Regions from separate parts of the Sus scrofa genome. Here region 2 is linked to region 1. Evidence: chromatin contacts called from public HiChIP or PLAC-seq data. All regions are on one chromosome and are shown on one strand. The core of a region is the stretch at or near the end of the contact, and the rest is flanking DNA. Distances in the headings are between cores, read along the strand shown.

Evidence for each region. HiChIP or PLAC-seq counts read pairs in DNA pulled down with a chosen protein or histone mark.
Region 2: an H3K27ac HiChIP or PLAC-seq map of alveolar macrophages shows a contact between it and region 1. The contact joins the enhancer-like site here to the promoter of CD44 in region 1. A contact is called at or near these places in 5 of 47 Hi-C or Micro-C datasets (embryonic fibroblasts, fibroblasts, heart right ventricle and 1 more) and 2 of 2 datasets of contacts at active chromatin or transcription factors (alveolar macrophages and skeletal muscle).

The regions. Positions count from the first base shown.
Region 1 is chr2:25,881,499-25,887,734 of Sscrofa11.1, forward strand. It overlaps CD44 (CD44 antigen), which reads right to left and starts at 2,711. Exons shown (of 14, transcript XM_013994425.2): 1 at 2,463-2,711. The coding sequence starts at 2,565.
Region 2 is chr2:25,982,283-25,988,518 of Sscrofa11.1, forward strand. No RefSeq gene overlaps it. Among named protein-coding and RNA genes, the nearest start is that of MIR1343, 81 kb to the right of the region's middle. Within about 2 kb of position 2,554, at least 18 of the 83 cell types and tissues checked have an H3K27ac peak or open chromatin away from gene starts, as enhancers often do. A contact at or near this core is called in alveolar macrophages and skeletal muscle, where this site is marked.

The DNA of each region.
Region 1 (6,236 bases), core at 1,461-3,960:
TCTCTAAAGCTCAGAGGGATCAGCAGGCTGCCTGCCACCCCCAAACCCCACTACTGTCAGATGCACCCCTCTTTCTAAACACCAGGAGTGAAATTCCTTAGCAATGACCTCTCACCCACAGAGGAGAGGAGAAGGAGAGGGACGAGGGCTCCCCCCAATGCCCGCCACCCAGGGCTACTTTATTCCTCCCACTGTGACACCCAGTTCAAGAGATCTATTCTCCAGCTTAAAGAGTCTGGGTCCAATGCTGCTTGAGTGCATTCGGCCACATCGCCACTTCTTGCTCTCCAGTAGGGAGATGGGAGCTTTCTTCCTTCCCGAAGCCTCGCCCCTTCCCACAGTTTCCTCACTGTCCTCCAGAGCCCACTGCCTCCACTAGCAGCGGGGCAACAGCAGAACCTCCCCGCCTCCTCTTTCTCCTTCCCTTCTCTGCCTGCCCAGCCCAAGCCTGCTGTTAAGTCACGTCTCCTTTCCAAGTCTCAGTTCCTTTCAAACAACTTTACAAGCACATGAAAGCCTGGGCCCCAGCAGTTATTGCTACAGGCACTTTTGGGCGCTTCCTCCAAATGATGCTGCCCAAAGGGACCACAAAAACTCCGGGCAGGAGAGCCTGCTGGTCTGGGGAGGAACTTCAAGGGTCAAGACAGTGCTGAATATTGGGGGATGGGGCCCTTAAGAAGAATCAGGGCTACAGGATGGAGGGAGTCAGGAGTCAGAATTCTCAGAAACAAAGCAGAAGATGACACAGGAACATAATGTACAAATAAACTTCCTTAGAGGTCACAGAGACACCAACCTGGTTCCTCTTCACTGAGACCAGGCTCAGGGCTCCCCCTGGAATCTTCCCCTCTTCTCTCCCCGCCCCAGCATTTCTGCCTTTCCACGGCTCCTTGGAGGTCTAGTTCCTTGCCTTTGAAAGCCTCCTCTAAGGGCTCTGGTCCACCACGACCCCACCTTCCATAAAATCTTTTCTGAGAGTCTGTCTATGCCACACACCCAGCCTAACATATTCTGATTAAGCAATAGGCTCAGGGGTCTGGTTCACACGACCACCCATCCTTCTGGCTGTGTGAACATCAGCAAGTCACTTAACCTCTCTGAGCTTCACTGTGTTTCCCTCCTGTAAAAAAAAAAAAAAAAAAAAAAAAAAGGCTAACAACACCACACTGGGCCATCACAAGGGTGAAATGAGATAACCCAAGTCAAGAATTCAGCACAGTGCCTGGCACAGCAAAAGTGCATAAGAAATAGTAGCTAGTGCAGTCATCCCTATTAATATTAATTATTATGATCGGTGATTACTTTTGTTCTGTTTGAGGAATCTACATCTTAGATCCCCACATGTCCTTCTAATGCACCCAACTAGGATTGTGTCTTTTACTTTCTTGGTACTCCCAGGGTTGTGTTTAATAAACACTTGCTGAGTGGAATTAACCATAGGTTGAGCTGTTCTAATGACCCAGCTGGCACTTCTTAAAAGAAAAATAATTAATTTTTCTAGCGATAACCAAATCAGCCATGTAATTATCTGTACCTCTATAGACAAAAGAAAGGAATGCTTGGAGTTCAGCCTCACCAATACATCACACACAGCCTCTCCCCCCAACAGCCACTGAAGGGCATGGAGCCTATTGGGATGGGATATTGGCAGCCCCAGATCCAGGATTCCTGATGCCACCCTGGTGCCCAGGTTCCCCCATCCTGCCTAGAGGCTGCCAGGCAGGGAATACGAGCCACATCGCTGCTGGCTGGATTTCCCCTAACTGATCGGCAGAAGCAGGAGGTTGCCAGGACCTAGCAGCTGGCCCAGTCAGTGCCTCTCCTATTCACACTCCCTGACCCAGGCTGGCACCTCGTGGAGACCCAGAACCTTGCCACAGTGCTGGTTCAGGTTCCCACAGTGTTAAGATCCTTAGTGACTGGAGCCAACTGTAAGAGCCTTGGAACCCAGGACCCCTTTCTAGAAAGCTCATGGCCACCAGCCCTCACACATAGCCACTGTGCCCACCTCTATGGCCACCTCGCCAACAGCCCTGCCTCTGCCCTAGCCCCTGTCCCTGCCCTGCCCAGCTCTGCCCGGCCACAGCCCAGCCGGGCTTCCAGCGCCCTTGGGCACCAGAGCCTGTTAGTCCAGACGCGCGGGCTGTGCGCGCCCAGGAATACAGTTACTTTCTGCCTTGTGCTTCTAGGGCTCCAACAACCTCACCCAAAACTGCGCGCCACCGCCGGCAGCCTGCCCAGCAAACTTTTCTTCGTTCTTTCTCTTTTCAACAAAACGGTGCTTTCCACCAACAGGCTCTCCACCAGCTTAGCGCAAATCCGTGCCCGGCTCTCCTTCCCCAAATCCCAGCCGCTCGCCGCCCACTTGACTCAGGTGCCCCAGGGCCAACTCAACCCGCGCGACTGCCGGCGGGTCCCGGCCACTCCTGTCACTCCCTCCCACCGCCTCGGCAGGCACTCACCGATCTGCGCCAGGCTCAGCTGCACGAGGCAGAGTCCCCAAGCTGCGCGCCACCAAAAGGTGTCCATGGCGTCGGAACGACGGAGAGAGTGAGCGGGTGACATGGAAGGGCCGGGGCGCTGGGCGGGGGCCGGCAGAGCACTGGACGAGCAGGGCGCCAGAACCTGTCCGAGGCTGGGGTCCGGCTGGCAGTGAGGGCGCCTGGGAAGTTGGGTGCAGTTTTTATTCGAGGGTTGAGTGAGTGACCTAAGAGGGAGGGAGCGAGCGGAGGACACACCCAAGCGAGGGGGCTGTGACTAAGCAGCCGGCAGAAGTTTAAAGACGTACCGGCTCTCCTTGGCGCTGGCCTCGCTGCCCCCGCCCCCTTCTCCACGGAGATGGTAACACCGGGTGCCAAAGCGGGTGCCCCGGGGGGCCGCGGGGTTCCATCGTACCGGGAGGCACCGGCTTTCCGCTCCAGAGGCGACTGGGAGCCCAGCCTTTGGACGCAGCAGGGAATGACTGAGTCGTAAAACTTCAGCCCTTTGGGATCAGCCTCTGGCTTCTCCTCTTTACTGTTTCTCTTTGCATCTGGCTGGGGAGCTCTTCTCCCTGGGTTTTCAGAGGCAGCTGGATATTCTGGGAGAAGAGCTGGGACAGAGCCAGGTCCTGCCCTGGAGAGTGGTGCTTCCCTGCCCATGATGGGGAGCTTGTGATTCTTCCCAGGGAAGAGAGGAAGTGCACATTCTTCTTCCCTCGAAGGAGAAGGAAGTTCACAGCCTCAGGTGGATTTTTGATTCTTATCAGGACCACTCAGAGAAGGCTAATGATAACCAGCCACTGACCCACCTGTTATCATCCAGCCTCAGGCTGGCACCTGGAACCATCCACCCATTCATCCACGCACTCACTCACACACTCATTCATCCTCCCAAGTATCCTTCCATCCACTGATTCATCTCTCTACCCATCTTACCTTACCTCCCTCCAGGGCTCGTGCATCTGTCCATCCAGTAGACACTCACAGCCATCCATCCTTCTTTCCATGCATTTATCTAACCACATATCCTTCCAACCACCCTCTCATCCAGCTTCTCATCCAGCTGTCCTTAATCTTTTCATATTTCTTTGTTTTTTTTTTTTGTTTTTTTTTTTTTTTTTTTTTGTCTTTTTGCTATTTCTTGAGCCACTCCCGCGGCATATGGAGGTTCCCAGGCTAGGGGTCCAATCAGAGCTGTAGCCACCGGCCTACACCACAGCCACAGCAACGCAGGATCTGAGCCGCGTCTGCGACCTACACCACAGCTCACGGCAACGCCGGATCGTTAACCCACTGAGCAAGGGCAGGGACCGAACCTGCAACCTTATGGTTCCTAGTCGGATTCTTTAACCACTGCACCACTACGGGAACTCCTCATATTTCTTTGTAAATCCACATCCATCTATACACTGTCCTCGTCTCCTTCCATCCACCCGTATATCTCATCATACATGTATCCATCCATTATTCGCCCATCCACCCATCCATCCTCCACATATCCATTCACCATTTTATCCACCCTCTCACCCACCCATGCGTCTATCCCTTCTTTCTTGCTGCCATGTATATTCCTATCTATGCAAGGGTTAATCCACTTTCCTCCATCTAGGCTACCCAACAAATCTCGAAAGGAGGAGGAAATTGTCATATTCTTCAGGGGAGGCATAAACCCTACCTTATATCACACTGTCATATCTATCCGTAATATACTGTGATTTAATATGTGAAATGCAGAAGCAGTATTTGTTGCTCATGTGGACTACTGAAAGTAAATCTTAATGGAATTCTTGCCTGGTGAGACATACAGAAAATGACAGTGGTTACCAGTGATTCTGACAAAAAAGACCCTGAAGGAGCTGTGCCAGAATTTCTGAGGGAAAGTAATTACCTTTTGATTGTGGAGAGCAGTTTGGAATGACTTGAACATTTGATCAGAGGAAGAGGTTGAGGGGGGCCAGCAAGACATGAGAATTAGTGGGGTGAGCCATTTCTAAGTTTTACTGGGAAGATCGAGCTTGATTCCTAAGAAATAGGGAGCTAATATAAGCTTATTATTATTGTTGTACTAAAATAGACATAACATGAAATTTGACATGCTAGTCATTAGGTAGCGTTTAGTACAGGCACAAAATTACGCAGCCATCAGCAAGCACTGTTTTAGTTCAGGCTGCCGTAACAAAATACTATAGATTAGGTGGCTTAAAGAACAGAAATTTATTTCTCACAGTTCTGGAGGCTGAGAAGTCCAAGATCAGGGTGCCAGGATGGTACAGTTCTGGTGAGAACACTCTGGTTTGCAGGCGGTCATCTTGTCAGTTTTCTCCTAGCCTCGCAGGGGGGCGGGGGGTGGGGGCAGAGAGAGAGGGAGCTTGAGGAGGACAAGCTCTTTTGTGTGTCTCTTCTTATAAAGGCACTAATCCCATTCATGAGGGCTCCACCCATATGACCTAATTACCTCTTAAAGGCCCCACCTCCTAATACCATCACACTGGGGTTAAGATTTCAACGTAAGAATCTATGGGGGGGGGGGGTGTTCCCTTCCTGGCACAGCAGAAACGAATCCGACTGGGAACCATGAGGTTGTGGGTTCGATCCCTGGCCTCACTCAGTGGGTTAAGGATCCAGCATTGCCATGAGCTGTGGTGTAGGTCACGGAGGCAGCTCGGATCCTGCCTTGCTGTGGCCCTGACAGGCTGGCAGCCATAGCTCCAATTGGACCCCTAGTCTGGGAACTTCCATATGCCACAGGTGCAGCCCTAAAAAGCAAAAAAAAAGCAAACATCTAGCTAATAAACACTATCTAGTTCAGGGTAAGGTTTTGAGCTGGGGAGAGCCTCCTTGACTACAGGCTACTCCTCTTGCATTCTCAGGGAGAAGGTTTGGGGGCCGAAAAATCACTGGACCTACTACTCCCCAAACACTCAAACCACTCATAGGGTGGCCCATCTGAAAGGAAGAGGGTGCCTCTGAGCCCCACCTGCCCAGCAGGCACGTTGAAAAATGCTGCCTGGGAGTTCCCTTCGTGGCTCAGCAGTTAATGAACCCAACTAGGATCCATGAAGATGTGGGTTCAATCACTGGCCTTGCTCAGTGGGTTAAGGACCTGGCGTTGCCATGAGCTATTAGGTCGCAGACCCAGCTCAGATCCGGTGTTGTTGTGGCTGTGGTGTAGGCCAGCATGGCAGCTGTAGCTCTGATTTGACCCCTAGCCTGGGGACCTCCATATGCCTTGGGTGCAGCCCTAAAAATAAAATAAATAAATAAATAAAAATAAAAAAAGAAAGAAAAGAAAAAGAAAAATGCTGCCTATAGCAGCAGAATTGGTCATGCTGCTGTCTCTGACCAAGAGGACTCTCTCCTGAAACATCTGAGCACCAACTAGCTCCCAGGTTGATCTTCAGGCTCTGACCACCTGAGAAACCAGCCCTGGTGAGTTCCATGGAAAGAACACTAGACAAGAATGGCCTTGGCCACCTCATGTCACTTACAGGGCTTTCAGCTTTCTTTTTTCTTTTCTTTCTTTTTTTTTTTTTTTTCTTTTTTTCTTTTTTTTTTTTGGAGGAGGAAGAAAGATGGGTTGGGTATTTATGTTCACTAGAAACCCTAGAAACAATGTTTGTCTTTCTGTTTCATGGAACTAGACAGTTCCTTGGAGCCCCCACTCCCACCCCCTCAGAAACAGACCACAGAGGTCAGAGCAAAGGCTTAGATACATTTAGACAATGGAATGTTACTTGGTCATAAAAAAAAAAAAAA
Region 2 (6,236 bases), core at 1,304-3,803, 100 kb after region 1:
AGGGAAGGAGAAAGAGGGTGGGGGGAGAGGGACCCTTCAACCCACAGTATGAGGGGATTGAGTGAACAGTCTCTGGACTCAGAGGTCCTAGTAGGATAACAAGTGAAGTTGAGAGAAGAGGTCACGCCACCATCAAGCTCCATGTATACACAGTAAAGTCTGTTACACAATATGAGGTCCAAGGCTGCATGGTCAAAACTTCTCACTCCCATCTCCCCACCCTCCAGCTTCAGTGCAGAGGGAGGATTTTCAAAAGTTTGGAGACTCAGAATAATCAGAGAGCAAGCTAATTAAGTGTCATGACTGGTTTAAACAAAAGCCCACACTGCGAGCCATTGTGGATTAGATGGAGTTGCTTTATGAAATCCATATTGTTTTTAGAATGGTCCCCCCAAACCTACTGCCACCAGCATACTTTTAAGTTTTGTTTTAAATACTCCAGACTCAAAACACCTTATAGGCATTGTCAGAAAAAAAGAAATTATTCAATCAACCCCATATTCTTTGTGGCCTTTTGTATTTGAGCTGCATCTGTACTTACTGTGAATACCCCTAAAGCTTTTCAGGGCAGTTGTCCAAGATAAGGGATAGCATTGTGATAACAGCTAATACTTATTGACTGCTGACTGCAACCCAGGCATTGTTCAAGCAATGTTCCTTTATTTTGCATTTAACAGGTTTTTATCCCATTTTACAAACTGGGAAAATGAGACACTGAAAAGATAAATGACGTGCCCAAGGTCACCAGTCATAAGGGGTAGAAATGAGAAAGTCTGGTAACCTTGTACTTTAACCATTTGGAATATATATGGAGCAAACATACACTGCATTTAATGTTCATTTGTTGTCCAGAGCAGACAGAACAATCGCACCAAGCTTGATCTCCAATCTGTTGCTCTAGTAGTTCCTATAAGTTGAAAGTGTTGGCAATCTCTCTGCTGTTCCCTCCACAGACCCTTCTCCTTGGCTTGCTCCTATTCTTCTGGAACCTTGTCTCTGCCTGCTCCCGAGCTTGGGTCTACTTTGACTTTGGCCCTTCATATTCGGCATATGGTCTTGGTCTCTTTCAAGTTCAACTCATGCTGAGACCTGCCCCCAGGCCCCTCTTGCCCTTTTTCTGACTCCTTCTCATCCTCACCCCATCATGAGCTGTCTCAGCAATTTGGTCAGGGTTGATGAGGTGCAAAGGTAAAGAAGGGACACAAGAAGGACAGAAAAGAAAAAATCTCAGTGCAGATTCACCCTCCAAGTCCTGAGCTCTGAGCTCACTATAAAAATTTCTGCATGAACCATAGAGAAACAGCTTGAGATGTGGCGTCACATTCTAAAGATTCTACATCTGGAAATATGCCATTGAATTATACTGCCTATGTCTTTTTTTTTTTTTTTTTTTTTTGTCTTTTTGCCTTTTCTAGGGCCGCTCCCGCGGCATATGGAGGTTCCCAGGCTAGGGGTCTAGTTGGAGCTAGAGCTACCAGCCACAGCCACAGCCACAGCCACGAGGGATCCAAGCCATGTTGCAACCTACACCACAGCTCACGGCAATGCTAGATCCTTAACCCACTGAGCAAGGCCAGGGATCGAACCCACAACCTCATGGTTCCTAGTCAGATTCGTTAACCACTGTGCCATGATGGGAACTCCTGAATTATATTGCCTACTTCTTTTAAGATGACCCCAATCACCGCCCCATCCCAGCTCAGTTTTAGTCAACTGACTCATAAACACAGGAAAATATTTTAATCTTGGAGGAAAAACTTAGGTATTTGTTGTGCATTAAAAATGTTAATCGGGGAATTGAAAAAATAGCGGGCTCTACCCATCTGTGTAACGCTCGCCTTTCTGAGCTGTGGTTGGTCTGTAAAGTGTGCTAATTAAACACTGGAGCTCTCAGGTCGCTTTCAGACCCTGCATTTGTGTCAGTGTAGCCTGTGTTTCAGAGGCTTTTGCTGTGTGCCTTGCAAGACTACTAATTGCCAGCACTGTCTACCGAATGACTTCCCAGCGTCACCAGGACATGCCCCACGAGTACATGGTCTGTCAGTTTCCACAGGTCTGATGACATGCCTTCTGTTCTAGGTCTGCCCTCTCTTTGCCCTCTCTATTGCTATTGCCTCTGGTGTTCGTTCTTAAGTTTCTGGTTCTGTGGGATGTAAAGTCTATGACCCATCAGCCATGGGATACGAATGTTCTCACGGTGCCAAGGCTCTTTTAGGATTTGTACACTCTAGTGTTGAGGGCTGAAGCAGGGCTGCCAAACCCCACCACCGGCATCTGAACCCTGAGAACACTTGCTAAGAGGTGTGGTCAAGTTACTGTGAAAACTTTAGCGGCACCATTCACACTCTGGACAGCACATCAGTCTCCGCTCTGTTTCTAAAAGGGTAACACGACTTGGCTGTACGCCAAAGACCCACAAAATATAGGACTGATCTAATCTGTCCTGGAAACCATTGAGACAAGCCCATTATCTGAGAAGCCAGGACAAGTTATAATTAGAAGCCCCGTGAGTCACAGCTCATGGGAGTCAGCTCAGAAGCTCTCACTCATAAAATGACACACAAGTTTGACGTCTGCTGAGGCTCATCCCAGGCGTCAGCATTCGGCCTCGTACAAGGACTGAGGGAATACATTAGAGACGAGTAATATTCATGGAGCCCCAGGATACTCATGCTGGGTGCAACCTCACTATGGAGACAGAGCATCAGACACAGGAAGTACAAAGTGATAAAAATTGTTACTAGAAAAAAAATTCCCTTTGCCACACACGGGTTCTCTTTAACTTTTCTTAAGGTGGTGCAGTTGCTAATTTAAGCCCTTCACATACTTTCCCAGCAGTGAACTGAATTTACTGTACATCCTTCCAGGCCCAGTGGATTCTGAAAGAACATTGGCTTTAAAATCCAAGCTTTCTTAGCTACTTGCTGGCTATGGAACCATGAATAAGACTGTCAAATCTTTCTAAATCTTAGCCCCCTTATGTATAAAACAAGGTTTTTTAATGAGGATTAAAAAAACACTATCTTTTAATGCAAAGCACCTGGCTCAGGATCCCACATACGACGGGTGTTCAATCAGTGTCAGGATCCTTCCTTCCCAGTAGAAATCGGCAGATGATACTAGCTTCATGTCTTGTGCCAGGCACAGAACACACCCTTCAAAGTGTTAATGCCATTTCAGCTCAGCAGACACCTCGTCTCAGGAAAGCCATTAGAAACCCCCAAAGTACTATATTTTTCTCCTGCTAAGTAGTTTTCTTCCCACAACTTCCCACCACTTTATATTAAGTGAGCCCAACAAATGAGTCACACTACTTACAGAAGCAAATTTGGGAGCCACACCCAAAACACAGGCATTTTGTCTTTTCACAAGAAGCTGTCAATACCACCAAAAAAAGAGGGCTTGGGGGGCCCACAGTTAGAAACCCCCAAACTCCCAGGCTACCTCTGAATTCATATGCAAACCCAAACCCTTAGTTCTTTTTTTTTTTTTTTTTTTTGGTGAATTTCTACGCACAGTATTAAGTGACAGTTGAGAATCACTGAACAATATTCAAAGTTCTGCTGAATGTTCTGCTTTGTAAGTGGGTGACGTGAGGGGTACTGGGGGATATATCAAGATAGCCCAATCACTTTTTAAATGGACAATGCCAAATTAAATTTAAAACAACATCCTACCGTTGGGCCTGTATTTACTTTTTGGTAGATTAGAAGGTGATTATTTACTTTCGGAAAACATTTAGCGTTGCATTTAACGTATGGTTTTGATTTTCATGAAAAATTTTAAGAATTTATCCATTGTATGAAAATACAATGATTGGCATAAAAGTTAAAAAAAAAAAAAAGATAAAGGAAGCCTGTCATTTGCCAAGGACATAAGGTGAAGAATAAATATGCACTTGAGATATACATACTCCAAGCCTATAGAAAACACAGGTGTACTGATGGGATTCTACTATTTGTGTAGAAATCCTATCCAAGAAGACTTAGGAGCAGAAATTAAAACAAGACAATTCTTTACAGACTCTTCCAAATTCCAGAGTAGATAAGCCTCCTGCTGAAGCTTATGACATCAACAGAAATAAAATGATAAGCTATGTGCATAAATAATCTACCATAGGAGAGAGTCATCAGGCACTATAAACAAAATAGTTAGCCCCCTAGGAGCTGGACCTAGTAGAACAATCTAAATCTAGTAGAACAGCCTAAAAGAAATGTTTCAAATAATTAAGAAGTTTAAGGAAATGGGGGGAGGAAGAAATATGACTCATAGTGAGAGGAGAGTATAGTACAGTAAAATAAAAGACAGATTTGAAAAAGAACTGAATGGAAACACAGTCAATAAGATAATTAATAGAAAAATAGATGTGCTGCTGAGAAAATTAGTGAATTGGAAGATAAAACTGAGAAAACTGTCTAAAATATATCACAGAGAACAGATGGCAAATATAAACAGACAGAAAATATGGAGGCTAGGTTGAGAAAATCCAGCAGATATAAAATCGGGCTGCTATGCTACTCAGTTGTAAATGCTACCATTCACAAGCATCCAATATAAATGGTGTTGCTTGTATTTTTACAACATGTCATCCTTTATTTAATGGGAATTCCAGAAAGAAAGAATCAAGAATGTAGGATAAAAGGATAATTTTTAAAAAGATAATAGGGAAGAAATTTCCAGAATTGAAGAAAGAAACAAGTTCTCAGTTCTCTGACAGAAAAAAGTACACAAGAGTACTGGACAGTACAAATAAAAATAAATTCACCCCTAAGCTATTTGTGAGGAAATGAAAAACATCAAAGACAATGAAAAACAACCAGAAATAAAAAAGATTAACTGAAAAGTAATAAGCAATCAAAATAACTGAAAGACTTTTTATCAGCAATGGTGCAGGCCATAAAACAATGAAATCATTATCTTTAAAGTGCTGAGGCAACAGTTCTATCATTTAAAATTTCTAAACAAAGATGTGTTTTCACTCAACAATAAAGTACAATTTTTTCCACCCAATGAAAGCTCACAGTGGACAGAGCATCATAACACATTCTTAAGTAAAAGTCACACAAACAAAAGCAAAAAGTGCTCTTGTTTTAGGAAGGAGGAAAAGTGAAGTACCTAATTCAATTTATAGTAATAGTATATAAAACACTGGAACACTACCCAAGGAATAAATATAATGGGTTACCTGTGGAGGAAGGGAGGAATTGAATGGATAAGGATAGGAGAGCAAAACTTCTCACTGATTATACCATTGATTACCCCTTTAATATCTGTTTAATGGGAAAATTCCTAAAACATAAAACCTACCAAGACCAAACCATGAAGAAAGAGAAAATCTTAACAGAACTGTAAATAGAAAGGAGACTGAGTTAGTCACTAAAAACCTTTCAACAAAGAACAGTCCAAGACCAAATGGTTTCATCAGTGAGTTCTACCAAATGTTGAAAGAAGAATTAACACTACTCTTTCTCAAATTCTTCCAAAAAGTGGTGGAAAAGAAGGAAACACTTCTTAATTCATTCCATGAGGCCAGCATTATTCTGATACCCAACCAAACCAAACACTATAAGAAAACTATGGACAAATATTCCTGATGAATATTGATACAAAAATCCTCAACAAAATATGAGGCAACAGAACTCAAATCATATTGTAAGGATTTTATCCTAGGACCAAGTGAGGTTTATTTCTGGAGTGTAAAGACGACAGCTGCCATAGGACCCCATTAGTCCCCAACCACTCCAGGGACCTAGTGGGCTGACACCAGCTCCAGGACACCCTGGACCTCACAGTCAGCCATGTCAGGAATTGGCCCTGCACACCAGTAGGCTAACACTAGGCTTCAGGACCCTGGGCCTTGTAGCCAGCTACCCTAGGAACTGGTTCTCTACATACCAGTGAGCCAGAACTAGCCCCAGGATTCCCAGTGCTCCACAGCCAGAACCAGGGCTGGTACCAGAACCAGGACTTCCTAGGCTGTGCCAGGACCTGGCCTCACTCATCAGAAGCTGGCAGTCTCTGTATTAGGCAGGCAGTTGCAACAAGACGAGGGGCCAGTCACACCTTCCAGCATGCCCACAGTAGTCAGTCCACCACAACAAAAGGGGCTATGCAGCCCACGTAGAGGGCACTCTTAGTTCTGATGACCAAAGGGGAGTGCACTGCTGGGCCCCATAAGATATTTCCTACATAAGGCCACTCTCTAAGATTGGGAAGTTTAAACAACCTGTCAAATA